6 separate regions of the Mus musculus genome follow, and all the other regions are linked to region 1. Evidence: chromatin contacts called from public HiChIP or PLAC-seq data. All regions are on one chromosome and are shown on one strand. The core of a region is the stretch at or near the end of the contact, and the rest is flanking DNA. Distances in the headings are between cores, read along the strand shown. Region 1 holds the start of Nova1 (NOVA alternative splicing regulator 1). Region 2 has its middle 460 kb from the start of Nova1. Region 3 has its middle 200 kb from the start of Gm40416. Region 4 has its middle 170 kb from the start of Gm40416. Region 5 has its middle 400 kb from the start of Nova1. Region 6 has its middle 480 kb from the start of Nova1.

Region 1 (4,045 bases), core at 943-3,442:
TCCTTATGCCAACTGTCCAGGGTTCTAGCTCTAATTTTTAAGTTTTTGTGCTAGCAATTAGCATTCCAAAGCATGCAGAGAATTATCTCACCATTAGTCTAAATCACATACACAGTATATCAATTAATGGGAGGGAAAAACATGAACAACAATGGAAATACGCTTAAAGAAATTCCACAATGTATGCTAATGTAACACTCAGATCTTCATCATTTAAAAAAATTTTTTTTAAGACAACACACAGCACATGTAGATATTTGGTGTTTTTCCTTGGGAAATTAGTCAAACAATTTCTTTACCATTTCACCTACCTGGATAAAAATCTTTGGATTTAGACAGCTTGATAGTGGCTCCAGTTTCTTTTTGCAACTGAACAATTGTCTGTCCTCCCTTCCCAATTATAGATCCAGCAGCATAACTAGGTATGAGAACCTTTAGAAAGTACTGGCCGTCTTCTGAAAAATGTAAAGAAATACATTTGATTAACATGATCATTTTAAACTTTGAATCCCCAACCCACCCTCCAGAGAGAAAACATCAACTAAACCAATGGACGTAGAATTGCAGAAAACAGCACTTTAAAATGCTTAAGGAATGAAAACCACCAATTACACTGAAAAACAAGCATTTACAAAATCTTCCCCAGTTTTCGGGATTCACACGTTCTAACAATTTGCAGTACGATAGAGACTGGGGAGTAAATTCCAGTTGTTACTCCAAACATGAAAGTCTTCCAATTCTGTGGTTACCATGGCAAAATGAAAGAAACTGACCCTTTAACAAAACTTCAGAGATTTAGAACATGACAAACCTTCACTTAACATACTGAAGATGAAAAAAAATCCAACACTGTAAGTAGTGATCCGCTAAATTTGTCTGTCATAGCAAACATAAAAGACTGCAATTAATCACTGGCTATATCCGACTTTAAGTATACAAAACAACCATCTTCCTGCAAAATAGTCCACCCAAACTGTAGGGAGTATTCCAAGCCGTGAGAAACTGCCAAGGGGAAAAAAAGCGTCAATGTGGTGGACTGAGAATCTAAGTAATCCCGATGTATTTCCGCGGCACTTCTAAGTCTACTATGATCTCGGCTAAGCTCATTAATTAAAAGACCTTAAGAAGAATCTTGCCAATACTAAAAAGCTTACGAGTTATTTATTCTAAATACACTCCAAAGTCACCAAATAGATAACGCTCCATCTCCAAAAGAACCATAAAACGGAGACGGGGGCGGGGGGAGGTTCGATGAGCCGTGAAAAAAAAAAAAGAAAAATGAAATGTTTCAGAAAATAAAGCCAACTCCATAAACTTTAGTTTCCGTCAACCTGATCACGTCTTAAATAGGAAACTTCGCGGTAAATCCAGCTCTTTACTGGGAACGAGTATTCCGAATTTTTTGCGATGTGCCACTCACAAGACCCCCATCCATTTCTAATGTATATGCTGGAGATAAATTCACCTCTGCTTCGATGCATTGGATGCATTGTTAAGATGACTCCAGTGCAAATGAAGAAGCGATAGCGGTCCCGTTATAACTCATCTTCCGAGGAAGCGCAGGATGTTAACTAACAAGTCACCGTACCAGACACCCCCCTCGTATGCATACCCTTGAAGACAAATCAATGCGATATTTGTACCGACCATGTAAGTGCGCTCAGGGCATGCACTCATCAAGATTTTGCATACTACTTGTGGCCCAGAGCAAGGGGATGAACAGAGGCAAAAGTCTCCGGTGCCCCCAGCATCTGCAAGCCGCTACCCAAGTGCCATTTATTTATTTATTTGATCAGACTGTTAAATGCAGCGCGCATCTTCAGGCGGCCATCACCTCTCGCGGGGGGCGGCCCTGGGAGCGGACCCTGTCGCCGGGGCCAGCACCGGCTGGGGCGAGCGGGTCGGCTCAGAACCCCGGGTCGCCATCTTGATGAGACGGGGCCGGGGCAGGTGCAGGGGAGGGGGCGCGGGACGGCCGGCGGCAGCGGCCACGGCGCGGGAGGGCGGCGGGGACGGGGCGGGAGGCGGAAGCGATACCCACCGCCCGTGTTGGTCCTCTTGGTGCTGCCGGCTTCAGGGGGCGCTTCAAGCGGCCTTTTCCGCGAGTCCGGCGGGTCCAGATCTATGGGAACCCCCGTATGGGTCCCGTTCTGCTGAATGGGAGCTGCCGCCATCATGCTTGCAGTTCCTGCCGCTGCACCGGGAGAAGCGGCTCCCTTTTGTTTTGGCTTTTTTTTTTTTTTTTCTCGTTTGGGGTTGCTAAGGTTTTTTTTTTTTTTTTCTTTTTTTTTTTTTTTTTTTCTTTAATCGGATCAATAGCAGTCTGAGGCGGCGAGCAGTGTGGCTGATGTGCTCACTGGGGAGGGGGCAGGGCGCGGAGCAGCTGCAGTGCAGTGTCGGCTAGGAGCGGGAATGGAGGGGGTGTGGGAGCCGGAGGGTGAAGAAGGAGAAGAAAGCGGCGGGCAGAGCGGGAGTGAATGAGCGGAGGAGGCGCGGGCGGCCGGGAGGAGGGCGAGTGAATGAGCGGGAGGAGGAGCGGCCGCGGGCGGCCGGAGCGGCGGACCCGGCTAACGCGGCGCTCGCTCCCGCTGCTGCCGCCGCCGCCGCTGCCTGGGCGCGTGTGCCGCCTGCGCTGCTCCGCGCCGCTGCCGCCCGCCCGCGCTCATCGTGTCTCCCGCGCGTGGGGGGCGGCGGGCGGGGGCCGCGAGGGGCCGCGACTCCCACACGCGCCGCGCGGGGCCGGCCTCCGCGCCGGAGTCTCCGCCTGCGGGGCGGCGGGCGCGCGCGGGCTTGGCGGGGGCGCGCGGGCTTGGCGGGGGCGCGGAGCGGGCCGGGGCGCTCCCGCGGGGAGGCGGGGTGAAAGGTCGCGGGGCCCAGGCAACGCCGCTCAGGCAAACGTCAGCGGCTTGCCGCGGAAACCCAGGGGTCCACAAAACGCGCTAGGCGGGGAGGCGGAGCCGTGCGGGGAGTGACGGCAGCAGCAGCCAATGACAGCCGAGCGAGGGAGCCGGGCGGGATCCTGGTCCAGCTGGGACTTGGTGGTGACAGTTTGGGCTAGTCCGGGAAGGGCGTCTGAGTGACCGCGGGGAGGGGTGGACGGCTCAGGCAGGAGACCAGAAACCCAGCTGGGACCCGGAGAGTTCGGCAAAAGGCATTCATTAGCATCTCTGGGAGGCGGTTTTCTAAAGGAGATGTCATCAGAGGATTTCTTTCTCGCACCGTGTGACACTGTCGGGGACTTACTGTGTCTTGGCGCCTTATGTGCTTTCGGGAGCAAGCCAGGATATAAATAAATAAAGCGATATGTGGTCTCCACAGGGACCCGGGAGGCAAACTGAAGAGGCAACAGCTGAGGGTGTACGCAGCTTCACACACTGCACGAAACACAGATGAAGGCATCTGGGCACCCACGACTTACATAGCTTCGGGCGGTTTCAGGATCCTGATCCTCAGCCCTTCCACACTGGAGGGGGCGGGAGGGGGATGCGGGAAGTGTGGCTAAGCTAGCATTATAAAAGACCCTAGAGGTTATCTAGTCCAGTCCTTCTGTAGATAAGGAAAGTGACTCAGGGTATTTTGTTCAAGGTCATGCATCAAGTTAGTATTTTAAGTCCTGATGCTAGGAATCCGGGTTAGTGGAAAAGCCAAAGTCTGAAAAACTGATTTCAAACCCAATCAAGCTGTTCTGACAGTGTGTCATGGAAAAAGCCCTTATGTCAGTCATTAAATGTTTACCACTTTACATACTATCCATTGCATTCGGTACAGTCTATAGTAGTACTGTCCCATCTTGCGACGCTGTATCATTTTGAAGAGACTATTTATCCAAACTCACCTAAAAATAATAACCAGTAAACTACTAATTCAATCCCCGAATCTTTCAGACTGGGCACTATGTCATTCTGAACGCCGACTGCAGAAATTTAGAGACAGGTTCTTTTCTGCTTAAAACAAGGATTGCAACTTGTTGGACTCTCTAGACTCACGCGATCCATAGACGTCATATTTACGGTAAATGTTCTTAGACATACAAAGGCGGGCACGT
Region 2 (4,166 bases), core at 1,248-3,747, 460 kb after region 1:
AGGATGTGCTGGAAGGGGAACACCTCCTCGATCCCGGTGCGAGTGTTCACATGGAGAATCATTCTGGGAATCATTTGGTGGTTTCTCAAAATTTGGGACTATTGTAATTCTTTATGCAGATTGCTCATCTTTTTTTCACTCAAGAAGGTTGGGAATAGACCTGGCTCATGAATGAGCAGAGCTCTCTGATATAGTCAATATGGTCGAGGCAAACCTATGTCTGAATAGTCATCTCTTCTGTAGTTAATATTCCTTTCAAAGTAATGTCTTCCATATTTTACTATTAAAAGGAACAATTAGCCCAATAAACTAAAAAAAAGTTGTCATAGCAACGGTTTCTGTGGTTCCTGTTGGAAATTCAGACTTTTCTGAAAGACTGATTTTCTAAGTCAACGTGAAATATACTTACATTGTAGGGGTGCAGGAGAAATCAATTAAAACGTATTTAATTCTACATGTTCATGGTTCAGAATCCTTCATATCAAAGACCCAGAGACCTACTATGCACCTCCCATCTTCTTACTTAGTGTGATAAAGCAAATTAACTGAGCAGCAAAAGTCCTGTGTAGTACTGATGCATTGAGTAAGAGTACTTAGAAAGGTGCTGTCCGGTTCTTTTTCGTCCCCATGTTCAGCATCCTTTCTTCCTTTAGGATGTTAGAGATACTCAGGGAAAGTTGATCTCATTCTCTATACTCAAGCTCAAGCTGAGAATTTGTGCATAGTTTCCATTTACACAGAAATGTAATTTACAGTGGATTTGTTTCCTTAGATTTTGTGGTTTCCTATGGCTAAAAGGAGTTTCTATGACATGCCTTTTGGAGAGGGTGCTTCTACTTTCTATAACTTGTCTCAAAAAAAGAAATGAAATGAAAATTTAAAAAGAGGTGGGAGAGAGAAGGGCAAGAAAGGGTCAAAGAGACTCTGTTATTGAGAAGGTTGTAAGCTCTTTGTGCTTTATTCTACAATTTTCTAGGTCCGAACAATCTGCAGTTTGGTTTAATAAAGAGGAATTTCTGTTCTGCCATTGTTTTCACCATACATAGGGAACAAACTGTTGTCACTTACTATTATGAAATGCAAAGCCTTGGTGTATTAACAGAGTCTGAATGACGTTTTAGCCTCAGTGCAACCATAAGTTCAATCTCAGGTCTAAAGATAGACATTCCGTGATGAGCAGAACAGCACTTAGCTGATCTTCCTTACAATTTTGGGTGCCTGGTAGCACAGGCAGAATAGGAGTGAGTTAGAAGTCATCATCTACTGTTTATCATACTGCTGTGTGGGATAGTAGACAGCATCTCTATATAGCTCATTTCCTGTATTTTATTCTGCCATTATTCAGAAATGATAATGAGTCTGGGAAGCATGGTTTGACATTGCGAGAAAGAACCTGGCTTCTAGCATTGCAAATTATTTGCCCACATTATTATCCTAAGTTGACTGTAGATAATTCTATAAGATCTATAAATATTATCATGTATTTATATTCTATATTTCCAGAAGGTCTCAAGTAAAACACAATAAAATTTTTTCATTTTCATGTTTGTCTATAAATTTTCTCACAAGTAATAAACTATGGGATACCTAAAAGTATATTTGTGATTTTTTTCTTGAATCATTTTAATGCATTCACTCTCTAAGATCAGTGTACATAAAGACCCACAGATGGAATATTCATAGGAAAGTCATGAGGTATCTTATGAAGAAAATATGTAGAAATTAGAAGATACCACTATTCATTGTATAACTTTCTGAAGATGTTTACCATCCCCACAAATTTTCTCAAATTCAAACAAGAAATTTCCTAAAAATAAAAAAAATTGTATTTGGCATCTCTTAGAGTCATTTATTAAGTCACAGAAAAATTGTATTTTACGTTTCTGTTTCCTTACTAGAAATTACAGACTGTCACATTGAATACTTGTGAATGAAATATACTGCTTATTTAAAGGTTTAAGCTTTCCATTGTTAATTGGGTAGTCATAATCAAATATATGAAGTAGTAAATGATAGCAAATGTACATAATTTTCGTATTCACTGTTTAGACATATCCAGTTTTATATAGTTTTGCTCATGTGTACCTAGTTATAAAATATTAACAATATCAATTTTGTATTTTCTCAAAACCTCCATTGAAGGGGAGATGAAACGATGGTATGAATATTTTCATTCTTGAGAGAAAAGAGGAAAAGGACTCAAAAATAATTTTCATGACAAGGAAGTTCCCTTTTTATTTACATTCAGTTTATATTTGGCTCCTCATTAGCATATGCCTTTATGCCTTTATTTATCTTTTCATTAGCAGCGGATCATAGCACCCTACAAAGAGACAGACAGACATTGTAAGCTTTCTTGCACACAATAGGTTGGAGGACAGAGTTGTCTTGTTTATACAACTTTGGGCTTTTTTGACATCGCTGAGGAGTGATAGAGACCCTCACAGAAAGCAAGTCTGAATTGATGACTTTGGCTTGATGAATGGGCCATTCATCCAGAGCTTCCTTTAGATGGGCAAACAGTCTTAGACCTGTGTGTGAACTACTCTTCAGGCAGCTGGGGAAGAGGTCAAGTCAATGCCATTCTTTTCCTGAAAGTCCTTTCTGTTCTAGGCACTGGAGTCTTTCAAAGCAGTGAGAAGTATCCACAGATGACTCAGCCCATGCACAGGTGCTAGATGGATTCAGTGCTGTACGTGGGCTCACAGCCTACACAGATCATCAAGGAGATGTTAAGAAATTCTAGCCCCAAATAAAAAACAAAGACAGGATTCTCTGCCTTTCAGTTCTTTTTCTATAATTCTCTTAAAGCATGAATTCTTTTTTTCTAAATTTTAATAGTTAACCTGCCTAAGATCCTGGTTATTGACGGATTTGTCTCTGCCATATGCTAAACTAAGTTTTTGAAGGTTTACTGTCCTAATCTATAAAACTGAGGTCAAAATCCAAACCCATAGTGATTTTTCCAGGATCAAAGTGATAGCACACTTAAAAATTTATAAAATCTCTGGACATAGAATGAAAGCCTTCAAAATACAAACCAGAGATTCTGCTCAGCTGTATGATTTGTTTTCATCTTTAATTGCTTGCGATAGATAAATTATTAAAAATAAAATTCTAACAGCTTACCTACTATGACTATATAAAAACGAGAATTCTATTGACCAAATTTAGGGAAAAAGAAATCAATAACTTATGCCAGAAGTTTCTGAATTAGGTGTCTCCACAGGGATATAGCATCAGGTAGTAGAACTTTCTCATCAGTGCCCACATTGAATCAGAGTTTTCTAGTTCCCTGTGAGTTATTACGGGGAAGTAATCACAGCAAACCGAACCAGATTTCTAGATCCCCTCGTGGGGGCAGATAACCATTTAAAGAATGGAATAAAGTCTTTGCTTTGTGGGAACTCACAGGCTGTTTTCAGAAATCAGTAGGGAGAAAATATAAAACAATTTCAGCAATAGTTGAAATGCTGTTGATATCTTTAAGAGATATTCTTCATTTTTATTTTGTATAGTTATTATTAACAATCGATGGTATTCAGACACAATCAATTTTATACAACCTCAATCAAACAATGGCTAAAGTCTCTATTTCAAGTTATTTTGAATAAAACTACAGGCAACTATTTTATTGTAGGTTAGGGTTTATCCTTTAAATATTAAATTTAATATTTCCTAATTTTCACCTGCATCACAAAAACAGAATAAAATTTAATTTTCTTTCACACATATGTAAGATACTTTTACAGACAGTAAGACTTCAATATATTGTACACAGTCAAGATGGTGTGTTTAATCTGCATCATGATATTTACTATAAGTTAAAACTGGGATCCAAATCAATGTAGTGTAAGTGGATGTTGTAAAGATTTGTAGCACTAACTTGTCTACATATCATAGTGCCCAAATCCTTAAACTTATTGTGAGTCAATTTTTGTTCCTATTTTCCTTCCTTCCTTCCTTCCTTCCTTCCTTCCTTCCTTCCTTTCTTTCTTTCTTTCTTTCTTTCTTTCTTGTCATAGTCTGGTAGCGTTTGTTACAAATAGCTCTTAAGTTACTTCCAGCATTGATTGTGGTCATGTCTCTATAAATCTTGAGGAGAACACTCCAGTACTTTTCCAGGCATCATAATGAAAATTGCCTTTTAATTACTTCCCAAGAAC
Region 3 (4,656 bases), core at 33-2,532, 420 kb before region 1:
AAGATATTTTCAGAGACCAAGAGCCAGCCAATTGAGGATCTCCTCAACCTTCACAAGAAGAGTAATCCAAGGTCTGATAGTAGACGCTCCCAGAAGCAAGGAAAGGACATGAAGGACCCAGAAACCTGAAGAAAGATGCCATACAAGACTGCTTCAGGAATTTCAGAACGTATTTTATGCTGTTTGTGTGCTTAGATGATGTGTTTGTTTGTTTAGTTATTGTCTGCCACAACTCACATGTGAACATCAAAAAATTAGTTCTTTCTTTACATTGCCTGTGTGTACAAGGGAGGGAATCTCAGGCATTCAGACTTGGTGACAAGCACCTTTACTCGTGAGCCACCTGACTAGATCTCTCCTGTTGTACCCATTTGAATAATTAAAAAAAAAAAAGATTGAGGGTATGGATGGCGGAGGCTCTTCCTTCTGATTAGGAACCATTGTGAGGATTTTTATCTTGTCAGGGAGACAGTATGCTCTGCTTCAGGTACAGCATAATAATACAGATAATCTCGTTCAGTTTGCTCCTTTGCCTGCTTCTGTTGCAGTCACGTTTATTCAAAAACATGTGATTTGATTGTAAGGTCCTTGTCATGGGGCTTCTAGAAGTCCTCAGAGGAATACACACAATTCTACCAACTGGAAACGTTAGCTCTGAAATGGATGTATGGAGTGAGCAATGCATTATTTGAGAAATAATCTGAACTAGCTAGCAGACTCCTTACCACAAAGGAAAAATACAGGAGTAGGCGTCTAATCAGTGGACTGTTCTGAAAATGAAAATCAGCTAAGCCACTCTTGAGAGGCAGACCTGGAGCACAAACAATGAGGTGCTCCGCAATGCGAACCGCGCCATGTGGCGCCGCTGGGCTACTGCGGTCAGAAGCACGCACAGATAACCGGCCGTGTGAAGGTTTGCTTTTGCTTTTGTTTTATTCTTTTGTAACATCCTCACGCCCCTTCATGCTTAGTGACCGGGAGTCATCCTTATGGAGAGATCTCTCTTTTACAAAGGCCCCAGCAAGCTGAGAAAACTCCCCCTAGAACTCCGGGCGGGCGTGCGCAGCACCGTGCAACTCCATTTAGTTTGTCCTTCAAAGTCCGGAGAATAATTATTCCATAATTCTTTCACCTGATTAATTCTTAACTATGAGCATAATTACACTCTGTAGAAGGTAAATCGGTTGTATAAATCAGTGATCGCTGACAGTTCGTGGTGCGCAGCTCTCGGCGCGCGCAAGGGAGGGGGGCGTAAGGGCGGGTCCAGCCTGGGTAGATAGGTCAAGGCGGCTGCCCAGGGACACCAGCTTCCCGCACCCTGGGAAGGAAGGAACTACTATGTCTCCAGGTCTCCCCAGCCCTGGCTGCAGTCAGGTATGTGGACTAGGAACCTCACTGATGCCTGTCCTGCCCTCGCCTGAGAGAACAGCATCCAAGCGTCTGCCGCTGCTGCCAGGGCTGCTGCCAGACTCCTCACTTCTCACTGCATTAAGCACATTTTAAAGAAAAAATGGGAACCAAAATAAACAATTCAGTCATTAAAGATATGAGATTCTGTGTGTGAGAGAGGTTCTCTCTCTCTCTCTCTCTCTCTCTCTCTCTCTCTCTCTCTCTGTGTGTGTGTGTGTGTGTGTGTGTGTGTGTGTGTGTGTGTGTGACTAAGCAAACCCATAAGATTTTAAAATTCTATTTATAATTGCTTTAGAGACTTGCTTTGTTTTGGAGCCAGTCTTCTGCAGACTAGTTTTGAACTCATCCCTTCCTGCCTAACCCTCTACTAATGCTGGGATCCCAACTCTGAACTACTAGGTACCACTTGATTTTTCTAAAGTATTTAATGTCCCCACCCCCTTTACTTCCTAAACACATCAAATTGAACAAGAACTTTATAAAGCATTAAAACAATCAATTTGTCCCATTTCCCAAATACCTTTTTTAAAAAATCTTAAACTCTATTTACAAATTGGCAATGTCCTGTTTTCCATTAAAGCTACCCCAATGCTCTTATTGTTAAAGTTTCTGAGATATGTTATTTCATAATTTCTTTCACCAATTAAATGCATGGCCTGGTGAGCTCCCACATTCTCTTGAATGCCCAAACGGAATGTAGAGCTAGTCAATTATAAATGAATATAACCAAAAATTAACCAATTACACCTTGTGAAAATTACATAATTTACCTGGTAGTGTCATAGGACCCATCTTTCTAAAGGTAATATTTGAAGTATTAAATATATTCAGATTTTCTTTTGAAGAAGGAAGTGACTGTGAAGCCTGTACAGTCCTGGGGAGCATCGAGCTGTTGCCTGATTTTTCAGCCAGTTTAATTTGAGTCACACTCAAACTGCTGCTGTATTCACTTGTGTCAATATGACACTGTGCCACTGTTGTGTGTGGCTAAACTGCAAACATCTCCAGGACTTTGCTCAGAAAGACAGCTTGGCCTGTTGACAGTTTCTTTTCCCTTATAGAAGCAGCATTCAGGGAGGGTGAGAGATGCTAACCGCTCACCTAAGTATCCAGCCACCCTTCCCAACCACGTGTATACAATCCTGCCATGGTCTTGGGAGGGGATCAAGAGCATATAGCAGGAGAAGGATGAGGAGAGAGTTTCTTCAATGAAGCCATCATCCCTCATGGGTCCAGACCTTCTAATGTAGCTGCCACATCTGCTCCCATCTGAAACCCCTCACCCACTGCTCTGGAAGTAAGCCTATTAGATTCATTGTTTCCTCTGAGTGAACTTTGGTGGAATCACACCTTTGCTTGTGGTTGAAATCTTAGCACTAGGGGTAGACACTGTTTGCAGCTCTATCAGCAAGTCAATGAACCTTGAGTATCCCAAAAGGTTAAGTCCAGATACTCAAATGACTTACACAAAATACTGTATCTAATTACACCCTGTGAACATATACTTTTAATCACCTCTAAGTTATAATACCCAAAGCAATGGAAGTGCTATGAAATTATCTGGTGTCCTGTAATATAAATATATGTTATGTTTAAGATGTTAAATAATCGTCAAGTCTCAGCATGAAGAGGGGTTCTGAGAGAAGGGGTGTCTGGGAGCCATGAAAAGAATGACTCAAAGTCAAACTGTGGATCCAGGCTGACAACCTGTGTTCTGCTTGATACAGCTTTTCCAGTCTGCTTCTCTCTATGTTCTGCTTTCTCTCTGGAGATTTCTCTGCCTAAGTTCTGCGTGCTTACTATTCTAAGAGATCTCTCTCTGTTCATGCCCTGCTTCTTTGAGTGTGTGTGTGTGTGTGTGTGTGTGTGTGTGTGTGTGTATCTGTCTGTCTCTGTGTGTGTATCTATCTGTCTCTGTGCGTGTATCTGTCTGTGTATCTGTCTCTATCTCTCTGTCTCTGTCTCTGCATGTGTGTGTGTTTGTGTGCCTGTGTGTTTGTGTGTGTGTGTGCATCTGTCTGTCTCTGTGTGTGTCTGTCTGTGTGTGTATCTGCCTGTCTGTCTGTCTGTGTATCTGTCTCTATCTCTATATCTCTCTGTCTCTGTCTGTCCCTGTGTCTGTGTGCCTGTGTGTTTGTGTGTGTATGTGTGTGCCTGTGTGTTTGTGTGTGTGTGTGTTCTCACAGCAGTTCTCTCTTTTTACCCTGACAAATTCTCTGGATAGCTCATCTCCAGCAGAACACAGGTCCAGTCTTTTATTTTACATATCAATCCACTCATTTACTCAAATTATTAAAAGTCAGCAAGCATACATTTTTCTTAACGTGCAAAAGAATTGAGAGATCTGTTTACCTTTGCTATGCATAAACCATAAACTAGTTGGGTGGGACCCTGCCCTGAAATGACAATTTCTTCCACACCTGGGCCTAACCTCACTCTGTTCTAGGCTGACCTTGAACACAGTGATCTGCCTGGCTTTATACCTTTGTGACAAGCTGGCTCATAGTGTTTCTTCAGATTCACGAAGCCCCTCAGAATTCATAGTGCATCCTTATATTTTGCATAATTGAGAAATTTTATATTTTCAAACTCATGTATCTAGAGCTCTTTTCCATAGCCTTAAAGGCTGTTCTGAAGGTCACAAAATTTAACATTTTCTGAGACATTAGCCACACCTTTGCCTCCTGGACTCATGCTGTCACAGGTTCACAAGCCTTATGCCCACAGCAACCATCAATACTTATGAAGGTTCACATCTGGGGCCCTGCCTCAGGGGCAAGAGTTGTGTCACTCTGTCCCCACCAGGCCCATGCCGGGGCTCAGCAAATGGTTATGTATAATGTGTGTGTGTGGTGGTTGGGGGGGGGGGTTGTTGAAGACAGAGGAAAAAATGTGGTGAATTATAGTATCCTACATGACCTAGAAAACTAAGATTATTGTCTCCTTAGGATTGTTGTGACTGAGAAAAAGAAAGTATATTTATGATTTATATGTCAGATATGGCTCAGTGCATTCTACTTGCCCTGTACCCATTAGCTGATGAATCTCCTAGATTGGTACCTTCCGTCCTACAGGAAAATGCTGATTCAGAACACAGTTTTGGAGATTAATGTAGGGATGTAGAACAGCCATGTTCTGAAGCTGAAGTTCAGATTCAGAGCCAGAGACCTTGCCAAGATGCTTCCGTGATGAAACTTGCTTCATCATTGGAATTTCGAATGTAAAGTGACTCATCTATCTAGAGTA
Region 4 (4,299 bases), core at 829-3,328, 450 kb before region 1:
GGCTTTAGGAAGTTTTAGTCTAAGTTTCCACAATGTAGTTAGTGGCAGCAGAGGTACCATATGTGTGATTTGTGCTTGTACCTCTTTCCCAATTCCATCTGTTTTTAATATATTCTCTTGATAAAAATTTATCCCTTCTCTCCAGTCAGGCTTTTGCCTGATTTGATAGAGTCCCTCTGGCTCATGTTGAAATTGAAATGTATGATATCTTATTGTTTGCCTATATTCCCAGCTGTCCAGGCACTGAGTTTATTTTTATAAATGAAATATTGAAAATAAACATAAAGCTTCGGGGATGCACTTTCATAGAACAGGATCAGCATTGCAGCATTAACACGGTCAACACAAGACCAGAAACTTCTCCATCTCAGGTGTCAGATGGGTGGCTTTCTCTGAACCTATCTCCAAGGACAGTTTTCTCATTCCAGGTACTTTCAATAGGCTCAAGGCAGCACATCATTAGCGTGGTGAAATCACAGCAGAATTATGCAGAAGAAAACATAGTCCAGGTTAGACTTGGACTTTGATACAGGCTCTCCCTTTTATAAGTCCTTTGACATTGGGAAGTATTTAAAGCCATGTGAACCTATTCATTCTGAATGTCTTTTTGTGTATATATGTGAATATATTTGTCTTTTCATATGTGCCCTTGTGTATGTACATGCACATGGGCATGTACACATGTGTGACCATGTATATAGAAGCCCAAGGCTAGCCTCATGAGACTTCTTTAATCATTCCCCACCTTGCTTATTGGGAAAGGATCTTTCAGTTGAGCTCTGAGCTCCCCGATATAGTAGTCTGGTTAGTAGAGTTTCTCCAGGAATCCTCCATCTCCACTTTCCAAGTGCTGGGATAAGAAGTGGGCCACTATGATTATCTAGAATTTATGAGTGTGTGTGCTGAGGATCCAAACTCCAGGACCCAAACTGGCTAGGCGTATGCTTTATCCATCTTCTCGGCCCCAAACCTAAATTTTCTCATCTAAATTTCAGTGCAATGATTTTTCATTGAGTTGTGATAAACACTAAACTAAGTAACCCATTGACAAGATCTTACTAAGTTATAAACAATCTCATAGACCCTTGGCCTACACTGGTGAACAAGATACTGTCTCTGGGTTCATCAGGTGCAATCCAGGGGAAGGGAAATCCATGCATCTAGAGAGTCATCAGTGATGTAAGCAAAGCATGTGGAAGCAGACAAGAGAAATAACAGTCTTGTGGAATTAGGAGGACCTGCTGAATACAAACAGCCATATGTTACCTGATAAAAGCTCAAAAAGTAATATCCTTATGTGTTAGATACAACATGGCAGTTCATTAAGCAACTTTTTTCCTTGGCATCCCCTTCTTCCATATTTCCAGAACTCCTCCAATAAGATACTACTGAAATGGACACCATTCATTGGTTTGAGAGAGCTTACCCTCATGGAGTGACAGTGTTAGGGATCAGGGGTGCATGTAAACAGGAGTGGACATAGATCTCTGGAACCCCAAATGTCTTAGCCATTTACTACACAGCGCATAAGTGGGTTTTCTGGGTGCCTCAGGACATGGTCCAAAAGACCGTATTTGAGAGCCATCCCAGGAAGCACATGTAACTTGACTTCAAGAGCCAACAGAGACGGCATTCTGTTCTTTATTAATAATTTTCTCTAATTGAATAATAGTTTTAAAGACTCAATATTAAAACGGCAGTGTCCTAGACTCTGTTGCTCTTCTGGCAAACAACGGGAACATTTAGCCATACTCTATAAACTTGCTCATTCTGGAAGACAGTATTAAAAATGAAGCTTGTGATTATTTTTTTGTAGTGCCTGGATTTTATTTTATTTTATAGCTGCAGCCACAAAGAGAAAGATTCTGCTGCTTTCTTTTGGGGGCACACCTATTCTGATTTCCTAGGCATATTAATTTGCTGCAGAAGGTAATTTTTATTTTTTAGAATTAATTGAGCTGAAAGATGGACTCATGACAGCCCACCCCCTCAGTGGCAAGCACAGAAGCTGGGGACAGACGGCCATTCAACTTTACTAGCCTGACATCCTGCAGAATCAATGGCATGTCAGCCACAAAGACGGCCGCCTGTGCTCATACCCATTTGCAAGTTGGCTGGGTGCCCAATCACAAATTGGGATGCCAGTTCCACTAGGGCACAAGTGTCAACAAAAGATCACTTCAGACAAAAAGCCTGCTTCTATTTCCAAAAGCCATGAGTTTAGAAAGAAATGAAGGTAAAACTTTAAGATGGTTCATGCCACACTGCTGACAAATGAGTATTTACATTCTGTTGCATCCTCGGCCTCAAGAGACATTTTATTTAATAACAATGCAATCTTCTCTACCTTTCAAATTTGACTTTCAATTTCTGCATTTCAAATGAGGCAGAAAGGATACGGTATGCCAAGCCTGAAAGTCACTAGAAATGCCCATTTCCTTTATTTCTTTCTGTTACATGCATTAGCAATGGAAAGAGTACGTAGTACTCTGGGACAAGGTCTCCAGACACTAATTGAAATGGTGATACTGCACCAAAAAAAATGCAAATATATCTATAATGTTCAATTGATTCAGCAAATGCCATTACATGTCAGACACCCAGTAGGGACTGGCCTCATTGTGTGCAGTCCTTTCCCTTCATTGAGCCCACATACCACCAACATGAAGTCAGTCCCAGTAAAGGATGGTGAGAACCATTTTATTAATCTCACAATCTGAATATTCTTAAAATCTTTCTACCGACCATGCGATAAATCCAAACAGTATAGTAAAAGAGAAGATTTGTCACATTCTAGCTTAATGATCGTTTTCATAAATGCTCTCATAATTCGCATGGGTTTGCACAGAAGCTCAGTTGTCTTGTTTTGCTTTGTTTTGTTTTCTGGTGTTTGCCATCATTGCTTTGAACTCTTCCCATCTGCTTTTCATTATCCTCTCTCTAGCTATTGAAATACTTAACATTTTGGTAAAAGATTTCTTCAATTCTTTTTTTAAAGTTGTACTCTGAATTATTTCAAATTTAAATCGAAAAGAAGACATTCTTATCCCAATGGCATTGTGAAGTATTGAGATAAGCTACAAAGGCACATTTTCCTGGCATGACACTGTTAAACCTGTCTTCCCAGACCCTTCATCCTCCTCAGCCAGGCTTTTTACTTCCCTACAGAACCCCCTCTCCCTTCATTCCACACAGGTTCCTTGGAGGTGACAGTCTATGAAAATACTTGGCACAGTTCTGACACATATCTTGAGATCAGAAAAAGCTAACTGCTCTCTCCCAGTTTTCTTTTCTTCCCCTTTCCTCTATTATGATCATCTTCAATTTCCATTAAAATGATTGAGTTGGTCCCTACATTTTTAATGAATTGTTGAATAATACAACTTCTATGGCAATTAAAGTCTCAAGAAAGGCATGAATTAAGTGTTACAAATGTTCTGAGGAAGGGCCAGTATAGATAAAGTCAGCTCAGAAAGGTTACGTGACTTTCCCAAGATTAAAACCTAGTCAGTTGTGAGGAGAGAACTCATCTCTTCCCAGTCTCTCCTCACTATGGAGTACCGTGACACATATCCAATGCAAGCATTAATATATAGACGAGGAAACTGAGACTCAAAAAGATTAAGTGGCTTTCCCAAGACTCTGTCAGTCAGTTATTAAGAAAATCTAATCTACTAAATCATTTCCCACAAAAGAGGAATTAGAGAAGATGGAGGAAGACGAGAAGCAGAATGACTACCTATTCTATGCCACAACTATTCTCAGCATTTGAGTCTCAGGGGTAAGGAGTACGCACAGGGAACATGATTCTGGTGAGGAATCGGGTGGTCAGACAGATTGCACAGTGTGAAGATGAGAGAAATCCTAAGCTTTGGGGACTAGAAATGGCACAACAAATACACAGCAGGGATAGTGTCAGCTTCACTAACTGATGCTTTAGAGGACAACATGGTGAAGTGAGTGGTTGAAAGAAAAATACACCCCGGCTAGAGGGAAGTCACTACAAAACATAGCAGTAGCTTTCTCTGATCAAGATTATTTCATTGTATGAAAGTATTATGTATTTCCCTGTTGTCTGGCTGATGGACACATTGAATGCTTCCAGCTTAGCCACTGTTACAAATAACACAGTTGGGATAGTTATATATTTTTATGGTTTATATGTCAAAGCTTCTCTGTTGTGCATACTTTAAATAAGAATTCCCAAGCCCTACATTTATACTAAGGCTTCCATACCCTTCTCAATGAAAGCAAAAATTTTAAACCATCTTTCCTCACCTTCTCCTAGAACTGTTCAGC
Region 5 (4,680 bases), core at 334-2,833, 400 kb after region 1:
GTTAGTGCTTGCCACACTTTTCTACTGAGTGTTTATGATGATATTATCAACCAAAATTAATTTTTCTTTCATTTTCAAGACTAGTAGAGTCCAGGAGTTGCTTTGTCCTGGGGAGGGGGGTCATCTGGCTTCTCTAAGAAGAATTTAAAATGAAATGCATTTTTGTAAATAACTACCCAGTTGCTCCAACATCATTTGTTGACAAAACTTACGACTATCCAGTGAATTTCCTCTGCCATTGCCAGAAGTCAGGTTGCTGTGTTTGTAAAGATCTATTTTTTGACTCTTGCTTTGTCTCATTGATCTGTGTATCTACTTTTCTTCAATAGCACAGTATCTTGATTACTGTGAAAATAATTTAAGTCCCGTGATCAAAGAATGCCTGTCCTCTGACTTCATTATTTCCAACATTGCTTTTTATTGTTCTTAAAACTTTTCAGCAAGGTTTTAAAATTAGTACAAGGGTGCATATTTTGTGTGTGTGTGATTTAATATAATTTAGCTGACTTCAGAAACAAATGATCTGCAATGAAAAGATCATCCAGTTTCAGTGAGCAGAAAAGAAACCTGAGCCATTACTGAGATTGAAATATTAAAGCATAGTACCTTACCAAAGTGACTTTTATTTTTAATAATATTTTCTGAGATTATTTGATAAATACATAATTTTCCTCTTCCCTTTCCTCCCTGGAAACTCTCCCATATACTTCCCCTCCGCTGATATCTTTCAAATTCATGGCTAGCAATCTTAAGCATTAGGATGCATCCCAGAAAATTAATTATGTAAATATTTCTGGAAATGTAAAAATGTTGTTTGGAAAATGAAAATTATGAAATATTTTTAGTTAGTATAAAAATACCCTATTAATCACAGGACTAGATGAACATCCTAATTTTTTTTTTTTTTAAATATTGTGAAGTCATGGGGAACTTCTGTGTCTAAGAAGGCAGGAAGGAGGAAGAAAGATCAGGACATCCAGTGAACTAGCTGAAGGAAAAGTACTAGCCAATGAACATGCCAAATCAAACAGGCATTTAAGGTCAGTAAACGGCTTGGGGAACATTGTGCAAAGTAGTATGTTTCCTTTTACTGCCCCCTGGAGACTGTAAACAAACAAGTGTTCTTTACAAGGTCATTCGGGAAAGAGAAAGGGTTTTTATGACTAGAAGAAACATTTAAATGATGTATATTTCCTCTTCTTTTTGAGTTCTTAACCCTAAGTGGGTTCTAGAAATCACTGTCACTTTTTATTTTTCTGGATGTCCCCGTGCTTTGTCCCTGAGCTGGCTTACTATAATGGCCAGCACATCCAAAGCAGATTTGCAAACGGAGCTTCTCTGGGGCTCTAAGAGGAGGAAGAGGACACTTTAAGTTTGCAAATACAGTAAATCTCTCTGCACACTATGTGCATGTTCACATATCTTTTTACGTATTCAATAAAGACATACCTTTTGTTTAGTAATCTTTCCATATGATTTATGAACCATGTATTTTGCTTTTCCAATAAGCATCCTATTAAGCATACAACTATTTCCAGGCACTTGGTAACCTCCTCTTGTTTTATTCAGATTTCTTTCTTTGTGTTGAAAAAAATTAATTGAAAAGCAGGGTTGTATGAACAGCTAGCTCACACTGCCACACACTGCTTGTTTCTATCAAAAAGGAAGGGTTTTTTTTTTTTTTTTTTTTTCCAACTTAAAGCAAAGAGCAACATGTCATCTCGGAATTGTTACTTGGCATTCTTCCACAGAAAAGGATTTCTGCTTCCTTTGCAAGACCGATTCTCTCCAGTTCACAGACAATCCGGTGCTGAAATATGTGAGGCTCCCACCCTTTTGAGGTCAAAGCAAAGGTAAAGAATGAGACCACGGTGTAGGAAAGAAAATTGTGTTACCTTTCAGCAAATAAAAAGTTCAGTCTCAATTTCATGTTGAAGTATGAAGCACAGTCCCTGAAGAAACAGCCAGCCTGGGTCGTTAGGGGAGGATTTGTAACTGTGTAGGTAGGAAACTTTCCTATCTGTGAAAGACACTGTGAAACACCTTCTGGGAAGAGCCTGGGATAACAGCAGCCAGAGCTATAAAAATAAATAGAGAGGCTTAATTTGAGAACTTTTATACTTTTCTTCTAGAACAACTCCATTATTTTTAATACAGACAAAGGTTGTGTCGAGTTTGTGATGCAGGAAATGGATAGTTAACAGTTCAGCTCATCATGTCAAGCGGATCCTTACAGCTTCACCGTCTCCTCTCTCTCTGTTCCCTCTTGCCCTGTACTTTTTCATTTTGATGAGAGCTCGTTCCCTTAACTGGTGAAGCAAGTATTTGTCCTTCAAGTCCAATAAGCTCCAACTGCCATTAATCACAAATTTCTTTGGTTAAGTTTTTAAAAAGTCTAATATAGAAAAGATAACACGCATGCATTTTTTTTGTTATCCTCTTAAAAAGACTCAGTGTCACAGTGAAGACACCTTAATGTGAGAATCCCACGTGATTGAACAAAGCCAATAACTGAGCTCCAGTTATCATATTTTTTCAAGTATATTTATTTATTGTAAAGTCATCAAGCCTCATGTGTGTGTGTATTAAGTCAAGTAAATTACTTCATGAATGACCTTAATTCTCTTGTTTGTGAATGACACGCTCCTACTGGTAGATTTCAAAGATTTAAATGCCGAGCACAATTTAGCATGTGCAATGTCTCCTACATTTGTACAAAGAAATTATTTTACAGTTAAAATTTCTGGCTCTGTGTTAAGGCATGCGATGAGGCTGTAATTGAGAAGCCAGGCTATAAAGCAAATCATGAACTACTATAGTTGGATCTAGCCATGCTAGGCTTGTCTCTGCTGTCTATAGAACCACTTTCCAGTATAGATCCCCTCCGTGACTTCAAGGATGGTACATAGCTGAAGTGGTTCAAAAAGGATTTGAATATCTAAGTACTTGTAATAGTCCCTGTAAAATTTGAAGAAAAAAAAAAACGCAGGTTTAGATCATTAAATACAGAGGATAAAATACTAACGGTAAAGGCATGTGGTTTCTAGCTTATGAGTTCAGTGCCATATGAGGAGACAAACTGACACAGGAAGAAAACACATCAAGGATATTTTGTGCACCTTAGAATATGTAGAAATTAAGACCAATAAGATTTTTGTTTGGTTGGTTTTTTTTATTGGTTATTTTATTTATTTACATTTCAAATGTTATCCCCCTTCCTAGTTTCCCCTCTTCAAAACTTCTATTCTATTCCCTCCCTAAGCCCTGATTGTATGAGGATGCTCCTCCATCCACAAACCCACTCTGACCTCACCATCCTAGCATTCCTCTGCACTGGAGCATCAAACTTCTGCAGGACTAATGGCCACCCTTCCCATTGATGCCAGACAAGGCCATCCTCTGCTACATGTGCAGCTGGAGCCATGGGTCCTTCCACCATCCATGGTTGGTGGTTTAGTCTCTGGGACCTCTGGAGTGTCTGGTTGCTTGGTACTGTTGTTCTTCCTATGGGGTTGCAAATCCCTTTAGCTCCTTTAGTCCTTCCCTTAATTCCTCCAGTGGGGTCCCCATGCTCAATCTGATGGTTAGCTGCAAGTATCTGTATTGGTCAGGTTCTGGCAGAGCCTCTCAAGGGACAGATATACCAGGCTCCTGTCAGCAAGTGCATTTTGGCATCAGCGAAGAGTGGAGCAGAGACCGAAGAAAAGGCCATTCAGAGACTACCCCACCTAGGGATCCATCCCATCTGCAGACACAAGACTAATAAGATTTAAAGAGTGCTAGGGTTTTTTGTTTGTTTGTTTGTTTTTGTTTTTGTTTTTGTTTTGTTTTTAAGATTCTGCACAAAATTACTAACTAAAACCAGACAGTAGGATTTATTGACTAGACATGAGGACATGGCTAAGTTTATTATAATCTGGTGATGTAGAAAGAAATAAAGTTAGTAGACCTTGTAAGAAAAACATGTGATTTGAAATACTGAAAACACGAGAGAAATAAAATAATTAAATGCTAAAACTATTTGTTTTATTAAGACATCCAAAATTCTATAAAGGAGCATTTCCAGTAAAGGCAGAATAAAAATATGCCATATCTATGTATCTATCAGTCTATCTGTATGTCTGTCTATCCATCTGAGAAAGAGAGAAGGATAGAGAGTGAGAGGGAAGAGCCATAAATTAGAAGTGGGACTGTGAGAGGGATTTGAGAAATATTAACAGCAGTGAGAAAAAGAGAAGAAAAATAAGAGGGCAGTGAAATCCTTGTGATATGAAAACAGAACAGCAAGGTGGGACAGAGCGGGGAAGGGCAGGAGTCAGACCAAAGTGTAATGACATAAATGTTTGCATGTGCCACAGCGAAACCCATGGATATGCAAATATATTTTGAAATTTTTGGAGAATTATCCTAATTCTCAAAAACATCAAATCACATCAAAGGAGTACGATGGGAGACAATGTCAATGGGAAAGATGTAAATGCTGGCATGTTGCTGAATATGTAGTGCAAAAGCTTGGTGGAGGAGCATGAGTAAAGTACTGTGCACCAAATCCTTAAATGGGTTTCTGACCCCAAGCAGCCAGAAATTCATACCTGTTTCTCTTTCTCTATGAGAATTTTTTCACTAAAACTAAAAATGAAATCCCTTTGCATCGAGATTAAGAAACACATTTCTACAAAC
Region 6 (4,179 bases), core at 1,375-3,874, 480 kb after region 1:
GAACCTTTCCACTGGGGTCCTGTATCAGATATGCTGTAGACCAGTCATTTGTATTACAGTTCATAATAGTAGCAACATTATAGTTATGTAGCAGCAACAAAAATAATATTATGATTGGGTGTCATCACAACATGAATAACTCTGTTAAAGGAAAACAGGATTAGGAAGGTTGAGAACCACTCCATTCAGAAAACTGTCTTGAGCCAGTTTGCTTTGATAGAGCATAAAGGTGCCATGTGGTACTGCCATGATAGAACTTGTATTTCTGGCCTGAGCACAGGGTCCCCAATGGGAGAGCTAGAGAAAGGACACAGGGAGCTGAAGGGGTTTGCAGCCCCATAGGAGGCACAACAATATCAAACAACCAGAGCCCCCAGAGCTCCCAGGGACTAAACCACCAACCAAAGGGGACACATGGAGGGACCCATGACTCCAGCCACATGTGTAGCAGCGGATGGCCTTGTGGGAGAGCAATGAGAGGAGAGACCCTTGGTCTTGTGAAGGCTAAATGCTTCAGTGTAGGGGAATGCCAGGACAGGGAAGCAGGAGTGGGTAGGTTAGTGAGCAAAGAAATGGGGTATGGGATGGGAGGGAGTGTTGAGGGGAAAGGAGGAAAGGGGACAGAATTTGCAATGAAAATAAAGAAAACATCTAATAAAAAATTGTAAGGGGAAAAAGAGAACTTATATTTTTAAAAGAAATAGTAATCATCTAATTCTGCTTGAATTACCCTAGTGAGCGTATTTTAATATGCTTTTTGGAGATCCATTAATAAAGTATAAATGTATAGATCTTAATTGTTGTGAGTTATGTGTAAACTATACATAATAAACAAGATGTAGAAAATTCTATATGACCCTAACAGATTTATTAGCACTCATTTTCATTAATCTCCCTCCAACCCTAACTATTGATCTGCTTTTGCTCAATAGATCACATTTTCCTATGCACATAAATGGATCAGATGCACTCTTGTATATTTGTTTTGTCATCAGCATATTTTTAAAGTTAATTATATTATCCGTGTTTCAATTACTTGGTCTATACATAGATAATTAATATTCTGATAGGTTTATTGTTAAGGTATTAGTCATCTATACATCGGGGAGAGTCAGTTTTAAGATTGTATTGTCATGAATAAGCTTTCCACAAATATTTATGCAAAAGTATTAACTTTTTATTTACTAATATTTGGACATAGTATAGTTAATGCAGAACATTTGAAGAAACTCTAAAGCTATTCATTTTAATTTTAAAATTTTTATATTTTATGTATATGAGTGTTTCTCTCCATATATTTATGCACACCATGTTTATTATTATAAGTTATTATAAGCCATGATGTATGTGCTGGGAAACAAACCTTAGTCCTCTGTAAGAACAGAAAGTGCTCTAAAGGGCTGAGTCACCTCTTCAACTTGCCTCTTACTTTAGCTTTTTGAAAAATATAAAGTGATTTTTCATGGTATTTCAACATGCCTTTCTACATAAGGTAGCTACAACCATGAAAACATAGAAATAATCTCAGACAAAAAAATCAAAAGAAAACACATGCATGCGCCCATGCACATGCACATGTATGCACAAATGTGCATGTGCGCGCATACACACACACACACACACACACACACACACAAACACACACAAACCACTACCACCATCACCACCACCAGCAGCAATAACAATAAAATAACAGGAATGAATAATCATTGGTTATTGATACCTGTAAATAACATAGGTCTCAATTCCCCAATAAAGACAGAAACCAACAGAATAGATGAGAAGACTTAATAGATCCTTCTGCTGTATCCAAGGATCAAACTCAACATCAGGGTAGACATTACCTCAGTGTAAGTGTCAACACTAGGAAATTCATGGTTGTAGCCATTTTATTTTCTAATAAAATAGACTTTAAATAAAAATCACTTAGAAGGGGTAGGGAAAGATATTGCATAATCGTCAAAGGGAAAATCCACCATGCTGATATTTCAATTCTTTTTTTTTTCCTTAGATTTTGTAACAAACTCCATTTACCATATCCAGGGATCCACCCCATAATCAGCATCCAAATGCTGACACCATTGCATACACTAGCAAGATTTTATCAATTCTTTTTTAAATGAATTATTTTTGAGTTTATCTCAGAGATCACTGATGGAGCACAAAGATTATTTGATCCAGAATAACCACGGTTATGGTATTTTATCACAGCAACAGAAAAATGTAACTGATACAGAGATTAAATGTCTTTTTGGCCAATTTGTTGGTAGCTTTAAATACCAGACATTTAGAACATGTCTAGTATTTTACTAGGTATCTGTACTTTACACAGATATACATTATTTTACCTGTGGTTTATGACAACTTAAAGGGTAACAATGATATATGCATGGGATTATAACTTGCTTTTCTTCACTGTTTTCTAATAAACTGCTCAAAACTAAATAAAGATTAATTATCATTTTCAATCCAAATTCTTAACATCTATGCCCCAAACACAGACACCCAATTTTATGAAAGAAACACTCCTTGACCGGATGGAGAGAGGTTCACAAAGACTGCCCTCCCCCTAAACTTCCCCACTCTCTCACTATCGTAGTGCCTCCCTATCTTGCCCTGATACTTGATGTACCCCAGTCTCCCACAGCAGCATAGACTTCCCACTCTACTAGTGACCTTGGAGACTAGGATAAGTGCTGCCTGCCTGCCTACTAAACAGTCTTACTCTTGGCCTTTACCATATTATCCTCAGCCCTAGATCTTTCTTGTAGCCATACCATAAGCTCTAACTAGGTGGAGACTAGCCAGCAGCAGAGATTCCTAGCTCTACTTGAAACCTGGCAGACTGGGAGATAGAAGAAGCCCAGCTTGGCTACCTGCTCCCACCAACTTTCCAATTCTTTCACTCTCTCTACATGCTCCTACCTTATCCCTAGTCTCTTGGTCCTCTACTGACTGTGACTCGCTATACTGCTATACTACTAGAGACCTTGCAGACTGGGAGTAGTTTAAGTAGGCTGCCTCCTAAATTCTCCCATTATCTCACTATTTTAGAGACTCTGGCCATATCCTCCAGTTGCACACTCTCCTAGTTGCCATGTCCCAGACAGCAACTGGGACAAAGACACCCTACTCTATACAAAAGTAGCCTCACTAGAAGTTCAGGTAGGCTGCCTGCCTATCATGCTCTGCTAATCTCTCAGTGTCTATTACCTGTCTGTGTGCACCCAGTAGGCTTTCTTCAGCCTCTACCCGGGATGGAGACTCACCAGTCTACAAGAGAACACACAGATTGGGAAAATCTCAGGCACACTGACCAGAAGATCAGAGAGGAAACAAAACAAAATAACAAAATATCCATCCAACAAAAATATACTCAGAAATGTATACCTAGACCTTCAATCACCACAAACCCAGACATCTTGAGCCCAACATAAGAATGCCAGAAGAAATAGTCAGTTATAATGACACCATCAGAAACCAGCTATCCTAATAGAGCAAACTCAGAGTATCCAACATAACAGAAGCATAAGAAAATCCCTTTCAAACCTACTTTGTGAAGATGATAGAGATTCTTAAGCAAATCTCTTAAGGAAATGTAGGGAAACATAAACAAAAAATTGTAGTACATGTATAAAGCCCTTAAAGAAAGCCTAGAAAAAAACCCAAATAAATGGTTAAAGGAAAGTGTTCGAGACATGAAAATGGATATAGAATCAACTTTTAAAAAACTGGGGAGATGAAAAATCTAGGTACAGGAAAAGGAACCACAGATCCTACTATTATCAGCAGAATACAAAAGATGGGAGTCAAACCTTAGGCATTAAAGATACAATGGAAGAAATAGATAAATCAGTCAAAAAAATGTTAAGACTAAGAAGTTTCTGACATTAAACATAGAGAAAATCTGAGATGCAATGAAAAAGCCAAGCATAAGAATAGTTAAAAATAGAAGGAGGAGGAAGAAGAGAAGGAGGAAGAAGAGGTGGAAGAAGAAGAGGAGGAGCTCTCAACTTAAGTACTAGGAAGATATTTTAATAAAATCATAGAATAATATTTCCTAACCTAAAGATGGATGTGTCTATAAATGTGCGAGAAACTTACAGAACACCAAATAGATGAGAGCAAAATAGAAAGTCCTCATACCACATAATAACCAAAACACTAAACATAGAGAAC

The links. HiChIP or PLAC-seq counts read pairs in DNA pulled down with a chosen protein or histone mark.
Region 2: a contact with region 1 is called in an H3K4me3 HiChIP or PLAC-seq map of neural progenitor cells, with 10 times the contacts expected there. The contact joins the enhancer-like site here to the promoter of Nova1 in region 1. A contact is called at or near these places in 2 of 484 Hi-C or Micro-C datasets (neural progenitor cells and stem cell-derived motor neurons), 9 of 115 datasets of contacts at active chromatin or transcription factors (the SCID.adh cell line, embryonic stem cells, neural progenitor cells and 3 more) and 2 of 9 other capture datasets (adipose tissue and pancreatic islet).
Region 3: an H3K4me3 HiChIP or PLAC-seq map of forebrain shows a contact between it and region 1, with 4 times the contacts expected there. The contact joins the enhancer-like site here to the promoter of Nova1 in region 1. A contact is called at or near these places in 4 of 484 Hi-C or Micro-C datasets (adipose-derived mesenchymal stem cells, cerebellar granule neurons, cerebellum and 1 more) and 5 of 115 datasets of contacts at active chromatin or transcription factors (astrocytes, embryonic forebrain, forebrain and 2 more).
Region 4: a contact with region 1 is called in an H3K4me3 HiChIP or PLAC-seq map of neural progenitor cells, with 20 read pairs. The contact joins the enhancer-like site here to the promoter of Nova1 in region 1. A contact is called at or near these places in 2 of 484 Hi-C or Micro-C datasets (the N1E-115 cell line and cerebellum) and 4 of 115 datasets of contacts at active chromatin or transcription factors (embryonic hindbrain, neural progenitor cells, neural tube and 1 more).
Region 5: a contact with region 1 is called in an H3K4me3 HiChIP or PLAC-seq map of the SCID.adh cell line, with 4 times the contacts expected there. The contact joins the enhancer-like site here to the promoter of Nova1 in region 1. A contact is called at or near these places in 2 of 39 promoter capture datasets (the 3T3-L1 cell line and hippocampal neurons), 5 of 484 Hi-C or Micro-C datasets (cerebellar granule neurons, cerebellum, cerebral cortex and 1 more), 5 of 115 datasets of contacts at active chromatin or transcription factors (the SCID.adh cell line, fibro-adipogenic progenitors, neural progenitor cells and 2 more) and 1 of 9 other capture datasets (adipose tissue).
Region 6: a contact with region 1 is called in an H3K4me3 HiChIP or PLAC-seq map of the SCID.adh cell line, with 13 read pairs. The contact joins the enhancer-like site here to the promoter of Nova1 in region 1. A contact is called at or near these places in 4 of 484 Hi-C or Micro-C datasets (cerebellar granule neurons, neural stem cells, uterus and 1 more) and 10 of 115 datasets of contacts at active chromatin or transcription factors (the SCID.adh cell line, differentiating embryonic stem cells, embryonic forebrain and 6 more).

The regions. Positions count from the first base shown.
Region 1 is chr12:46,816,575-46,820,619 of GRCm38.p6, forward strand. It overlaps Nova1 (NOVA alternative splicing regulator 1), which reads right to left and starts at 2,193. Exons shown (of 5, transcript NM_021361.2): 1 at 2,042-2,193; 2 at 312-455. The coding sequence starts at 2,177.
Region 2 is chr12:47,273,599-47,277,764 of GRCm38.p6, forward strand. No RefSeq gene overlaps it. Among named protein-coding and RNA genes, the nearest start is that of Nova1, 460 kb to the left of the region's middle. Within about 2 kb of position 2,498, at least 15 of the 459 cell types and tissues checked have an H3K27ac peak or open chromatin away from gene starts, as enhancers often do. A contact at or near this core is called in the SCID.adh cell line, neural progenitor cells, neural stem cells and 2 more, where this site is marked.
Region 3 is chr12:46,398,454-46,403,109 of GRCm38.p6, forward strand. No RefSeq gene overlaps it. Among named protein-coding and RNA genes, the nearest start is that of Gm40416, 200 kb to the left of the region's middle. Within about 2 kb of position 1,283, at least 87 of the 459 cell types and tissues checked have an H3K27ac peak or open chromatin away from gene starts, as enhancers often do. A contact at or near this core is called in cerebellar granule neurons, cerebellum, cerebral cortex and 3 more, where this site is marked.
Region 4 is chr12:46,369,858-46,374,156 of GRCm38.p6, forward strand. No RefSeq gene overlaps it. Among named protein-coding and RNA genes, the nearest start is that of Gm40416, 170 kb to the left of the region's middle. Within about 2 kb of position 2,079, at least 10 of the 459 cell types and tissues checked have an H3K27ac peak or open chromatin away from gene starts, as enhancers often do. A contact at or near this core is called in neural progenitor cells, where this site is marked.
Region 5 is chr12:47,218,473-47,223,152 of GRCm38.p6, forward strand. No RefSeq gene overlaps it. Among named protein-coding and RNA genes, the nearest start is that of Nova1, 400 kb to the left of the region's middle. Within about 2 kb of position 1,584, at least 8 of the 459 cell types and tissues checked have an H3K27ac peak or open chromatin away from gene starts, as enhancers often do. A contact at or near this core is called in the SCID.adh cell line, adipose tissue and fibro-adipogenic progenitors, where this site is marked.
Region 6 is chr12:47,292,862-47,297,040 of GRCm38.p6, forward strand. No RefSeq gene overlaps it. Among named protein-coding and RNA genes, the nearest start is that of Nova1, 480 kb to the left of the region's middle. Within about 2 kb of position 2,625, at least 1 of the 459 cell types and tissues checked has an H3K27ac peak or open chromatin away from gene starts, as enhancers often do. A contact at or near this core is called in the SCID.adh cell line, where this site is marked.